Regions from separate parts of the Mus musculus genome. Here region 1 is linked to region 2. Evidence: chromatin contacts called from public Micro-C data. All regions are on one chromosome and are shown on one strand. Each heading gives the region's core, a stretch centred on a gene start, on an enhancer-like site or on the middle of the called end of the contact. The rest is flanking DNA. Distances are from core to core; before and after follow the strand shown.

The links. A called contact is a pair of places that touch in the nucleus more often than the background predicts.
Region 1: a contact with region 2 is called in a Micro-C map of the G1E-ER4 cell line, with 2.7 times the contacts expected there. The contact joins two enhancer-like sites. A contact is called at or near these places in 1 of 15 datasets of contacts at CTCF or cohesin (large pre-B cells), 13 of 484 Hi-C or Micro-C datasets (B cells, the G1E-ER4 cell line, Th17 cells and 8 more), 1 of 115 datasets of contacts at active chromatin or transcription factors (microglia) and 3 of 9 other capture datasets (adipose tissue, embryonic stem cells and liver).

Annotation. Positions count from the first base shown.
Region 1 is chr1:87,933,841-87,936,672 of GRCm38.p6, reverse strand. Dgkd (diacylglycerol kinase, delta) reads right to left here. Exons shown (of 30, transcript NM_177646.3): 20 at 2,471-2,567; 21 at 2,172-2,279; 22 at 1,222-1,335; 23 at 255-389. Among named protein-coding and RNA genes, the nearest start is that of Usp40, 73 kb to the left of the region's middle. Within about 2 kb of position 1,447, at least 63 of the 459 cell types and tissues checked have an H3K27ac peak or open chromatin away from gene starts, as enhancers often do. A contact at or near this core is called in the G1E-ER4 cell line, where this site is marked.
Region 2 is chr1:87,711,239-87,713,994 of GRCm38.p6, reverse strand. It overlaps Inpp5d (inositol polyphosphate-5-phosphatase D), which reads right to left. Exons shown (of 27, transcript NM_010566.3): 23 at 1,815-1,964; 24 at 706-802. The region is part of intron 3 of Gm33470 (a long non-coding RNA gene); the gene reads left to right. Among named protein-coding and RNA genes, the nearest start is that of Gm33470, 12 kb to the left of the region's middle. Within about 2 kb of position 1,499, at least 25 of the 459 cell types and tissues checked have an H3K27ac peak or open chromatin away from gene starts, as enhancers often do. A contact at or near this core is called in the G1E-ER4 cell line, where this site is marked.

The DNA.
Region 1 (2,832 bases), core at 198-2,697, 220 kb before region 2:
GTAAAAGCTATGTATGTTAGTTTAACTTTGTGCCTTTTAGAACATGTCTCACTATATAACCTTAACTGGTCTCCTGCCTCTAGATTATTGAGACTACAGGGCACACCACTATGTCAGCTAATCTCTGTATGGTGAAGAGAAATCCAAGAACAAAGATGAAACCCTTTTGCCTCTTTTATGAATGTACAGGTGAGCCCATGAGTAAGCCACTGGTAACCCAGACCCCACCAGGCCTCGATGGCAATTGCTCTTACCCTGTCTCTGGTCAATGTCTGCGCCCTGTTCTTGTGCACGATCCGAATGTACCCAGGTGGCTGGATCCAGGCTTCCCCATCCACCTGCACAGGCACGCCTTCATCCCCCAGGATGGAGATCTTCACTGTGCGACACTTAAACAGATGCCAGACTGTTATTCCCGTGCCAGGAGATTTAAAGCACCCACAGGCCTTGCTGCTCTGAGTGTCTGCACTCCCACTCCTTACCCACAGCCATTTACTTGGCCTCCTTTTCTAGCCTCTGCTCTGTTGCCCCCTCTGCCCCTACTGTTCCCTCCCCACACATCTGGGATAGGTATAACCAGAAGATCTTGGGTACAGATACGGATATCAGGCTAAAGGGGTCAAAGAGTCATGGTCCTTGCCAGATGTAAACATCCCTGGGCAGAGCAAAATCTAACATCAGATGATAAAGCTTCTGCAACTCTTTACAAAAATGTGCACAAAAACAAAAAGGTAAACTTTAAACAGCTGAGTGTTGGGGACCAAGAGAATGCAGGAAGACCCAACAGATCTTATCAGCACTGCACTGTATGTACAGTTACTCCTTCCCTGCACCCCCAAAGTGGGTGGACCTGTACCAGCTCTTCAGTGCTGTCAGAATTAAAGCCAAGAGCCCTGACCTAACTGCCCTCTCTAGCTAACCTCAGAGCTGTCTGTCAAGCCCCGGTGGGCTTAGTCATCGCCACAGACAGATCCATGTCCAAGGTGCACTGCTTCTTGCAGCAGACCAGGCTCATCTGGGCCTTTTCTACCTCAGCAAGACTCAGAGCACTCAGTGGGAGAGGGAGGCAGAGTGGGGCTGCCTCTAAGGTCCTAGTTAGGCATCTCTCTTGGGTCTCTACTGTGAGCAAATCCAAGCATCCTAGGCCAAACCCTGCCTCTCCAAACAGGGATGAGTCCTAGAAGGGGGTGGGCTAGACCTATCGAACAGCATGGCCAGTACCTGGGCAATCCGATGATGCTGTAGCTTAATTACACGAGACACAGCCATCTGCATGCTGCCGAACACAGCAACCACCTCCAGAATCTTATCATCGAATGATGGAGCTGCAAAAGTCTGAAAGGGCCAGCATGAAAGCTGTCTGCCTCACTTCCCCAAACGCGTCTCCCTCTTGCTCTGCTTCCTGTTCTGGGGGTTCTGGTGAGACAGACAAGCCCACACCCACACATGGTACAGTGATGGTGGTAAATGAAGTGCAGGGTTGGGTATCTGTTACCCAGAAGCCCAATGCCTGAGACTAGCCCTCAAACGTGCTATTTATTAGACATGAGCCCTCAGGCAAGTTAGTCATGTCCTCCGTCCTTCAGAGGGAGATGACACTGCTTGCTCCTTAGGAGGGGGAGGTATATAAAATGAACGTGCAAACAGGTTCCAGGTACTTAGAACAGTGGCCTACAAATAAGTCTGCAGTAAGTGCCAAGCTGGCTTTTTAATTACATGCAAACCTTGGTTAAAGCCCGTCAATATCTTCCTATGTTCTTGACATAAACTCCAGACTCCTGCCTTTGGCTTCTACTGCCTCATACAATGCAGGCCCTACAGGCATCTCCCTCCTCCATGCACATATTCCACACTGCACTTGGGGAACTGTTCTCTATATACTTTGCCCCTTCTTGCTTCTGAGCTTCCACATCTCCTTTCTTCTGCCAAAACAGGATACTCTCCATCTAGTGCCTGCCAATTCGGACAATTTAAGTTCTCCTTCAAGTCTCAGCTGCTTCTCACTTGATCTTGTGCTAGACCTGCCTTCTAGACACCAGGCCGATTGGTGAGGGAACCTGTCTATCTGGTCCTCCACCATGCCCACTGTTAGGACCAAGGAGATATCCCATCTAGTCATGCCTCACTGACCTTGCTAAGCCCAGCCCACCCACCTCAAACCCCATACGTACATCATCTTCCTTGGTGCCCCCCCAGAAGTTGGTCCCTCCAGCATAGCTGGGAATGTTGAGGACAGCAATTCCTTGAAGACTCGGGAGGGGAATAGGGCGGCCATCACACTGCGCCGCAGAAAGGCAGATGGAGAGAAAAGAGCAGTACTCAGTATGTGCCAGTTCTTCCTAGCACCAATTTAATATGCTGGGCCTGTGGCAAGGCAAGGCTCCTCAGGGACGATCAGGCAAGGCTCAGTAGAACTCATCTCTAACCAAGGTTGGGAGGTCACCCACCAGGCCAGGAGGCTACCACTCACCTCCAGCAGGACCTTTTGTTCCAGGTTCCTGTAGGTTCTGTGCAGCAGCTCTTTGGTGCCAAGGACACCATACCACATCATGTTCTTAGTCCTACTCCTAGAAACAGAAGTGCCACCTTGGACAGGGCTCTCTTACAATAACCTGAGTTACTGTTATGAAGCCTGGGGACTTGTGCGACCTCAAAAGGCAGCCTGGTTTCTAATTGAGCTAGATTTAAACCCCAGATACCCAGCAAGGGACAGAAGTCGCTTGTCTGCCACACTTCTAGACACCAGGGTCCTGATATGAGGCCTTAGCTCTCCATAATTATGTGACCATCAACCTGACCCATAGATCACATAGCCTCAAGACAGAGCTCCAT
Region 2 (2,756 bases), core at 250-2,749:
GTAGGAAGACTCAGTCCATTGTGGGTGGCACCATTTCCTTGGCTGGGCCTTGAACTGTGTAAGAGTGAAGAAAACTAACTGAGAACAAGCAAGGGTGCATGTGTTTATTCTCTGTGCTCTTGACTGTTGATGTGATACTTCAGGTTCCTGCCCTGGCTTCTCCACAACACTAGACTGTAATGTGGGCTTGAGGAAGTCAAATGATCCCTTCCCTCCCCATGCTACCTTTTAATCAGGGCATTTGCCACAGCAACAGAAATGAAGCTAGGAAGTCATGGGTGGTGACTTTTGACCACTTATGTTCCTGGCCTCCCTGAATGCAGGAGAAGTATCTTTTGCCCTGGAATTGTTCAGTCATCTATAGCTCCTTCTTCCTGCACTGCACATCCTTCCACTGGCTGGTGTTAAGTCTGTAGGTCATGGACTATACTGTATTTACACTGTGTCTTCCTGAATATAGCAGGTGTTCATTAAAGGATAGTTGAGCTGAGCCCTTCCTACATGGAAATGTTCTCCAAGGCTTTGATCTTTCAGAGATGAGGATTTGAACTCAGGATGTGAAACTGAGGTAGGAGAGTGGGTCCCCTGGGCCACAACATTTCTTCTCCTCTGACCTTGGCTTTCCTGAACTCCACTTTACCCTCTCCTGGACTCTGGTTCACACAGCCCAGCTAGCTGTAATAAGTCTTAGCAAGCTTCGTCTACCTGCCAGAAGGCTCCCATTGCCTCATAGGGTCATGGCTGGTGAGGTTCTTCAAGCATTTCATTCCACTGGATTCATCCCGCTCTGTCTTCACAAAGTCTGGAAGAGAACATTTAGGAAAGAAAACATGTGAGATCCTAGCCACGGCATGGGTTAGAAATGGCAATGTGGTATCTCTTTGCAGGCCAAAGCTGGACAGTAAATAGTGGTTACTGGGAGAGGTATATCAAGCAAGATTTTCAGGCTTCAAAATCCTTACGCTTGGCAACTGTTGCCTGCCATGATGCCTGCCATGATGCCTGCCATGGGTCCAGAAGGAGATGAACAGATACTTATGACCCAGTTGTTATTTCAAGAAATACCTTGTTAGCTTAGCCATGGATAAAACAGACATTTCTTGTCAGACTAGAACAAACTTAGAACAGCTATTAGGTTACCCTATAAGAGTACTTCCCATGCAGAGCTTATCTGTTTATGGGAACCCCTATAAATCAGTTTAAAGGAACCCCGGGCTTTATTTCTGGAATGTGGTTGCTAGGTAATGACCCACTATCTGTTCAACCCACTGTCCTGCTAGAGAAAAGAAAGATCTCTCATGGGGCACAGGAGAGTCACATGCACAGAAGCAGTGGCCCTTAGAGCCCTCCCTGGCATAAGGAGCCCCTGCACCCCATGTTGTGCGTTCCTACACTTGCTATTTTCATGACAGGCAAGCAACCACTATGTCTACCAGCTCCTGCTTGGCCCTGGATGAACTTGGCTTAGCCTGAGTTTGCAACATTAAGCCAGTCATCTAGCTCCAGTTTCTCCATCTGCCAAGTAGAGATAACCATACTTGACTCACAGGGCGGTTGTGAGAGATAAATGAGATGACTTGTTTTCTTCTCATTAAAGACATCGTCTCAGTATGTCACCCAGACTAGCCTTGAACTCACGATCTTCTCGCCTCAGCCTCCTGAGTGCCAGGATCACCACGCTACCCTAGAGACTTTCTAACCACGCTATATTCTGAAGGCACAGATCATAGATACTTGATAGCTTTGCTGAGAGAAAGAACATGTCCTTAGTGCAGTGGCCTCTGGGAAAGCCAGGAGGAGGCTGGCTGACCTACCATAGAGCTTCTCCCTCATCTTGCCCTGGGAGGTCTGCAGCTTAATCTCTCCCCTGAAGTGGCCAGTCATCTCCCCATGGTGGGTGAGAGGCGTGTAGATAGGATGCTGAGCCTCTGTGGTCTCCAAGCGAAGGGCAATGCAGCCTTCACCTGGGGAAAGGAGAGAGAGCATCAATAGGAACATCTTGGCATTAGACGGATATAGAGCATGCTCAGAGAGATGGCTGTACCACTGGGAGACAGCTCCTTGAAGCAAGTGGCCGGGCAGGGATTGCCAACAAACCCTTTCAATCGATGCCTTAGCAATCTGGGGCAAATGTCTGAAGCCTCATAGGAAAAAGAACTCTATACAGATCAATGCTGAGGGAAAAATTAAATCCTAGAAAAATCCATCTAAGAAATGGTATTAAATGTTAATCTGGTTGCTATAGGGAAAGCTTACTTCCCAAGGTTTGAAACAGTACAAGAAATAAACAAAATCAGATAAACAGGTAAGAGTGTAAGTCAGTCTAAAATCTCTATACAAGGAAAAGTCTGAAAGGAAAAGGAGACAGACTGGAAAGCTGACCTGGCAGCAGGGACGGGCTAATGTTCTGCACCTGGGTCTGAGGAGCTGGCTAGGGACTAACGAGAGACACGGTGGCACAGGCAGACTCAGGCTCAAGCCACAGCTCAGTTGAGGACTATCTGTGTGACCTGGGGGGAGTCACTTGACCTCTATGAGCCTCAGTTTACCTATTTACTCACTGGGGAACAGAACCTGCCTCTTAAGGCTAAGATTAAATTACATGGTACCTGCAGCTCACTCAGCAAGGCTAAGCAGGAGGTTACTGGCTGTGGCACCCAGAAGTGACAAGGAGCAGGGATGGTAACCCACTAGGAAAAGTCCCTCTGGGACAGAGGAAGTGGCAGCATCAGGGCACAATGGGTGGTGGCAGACAG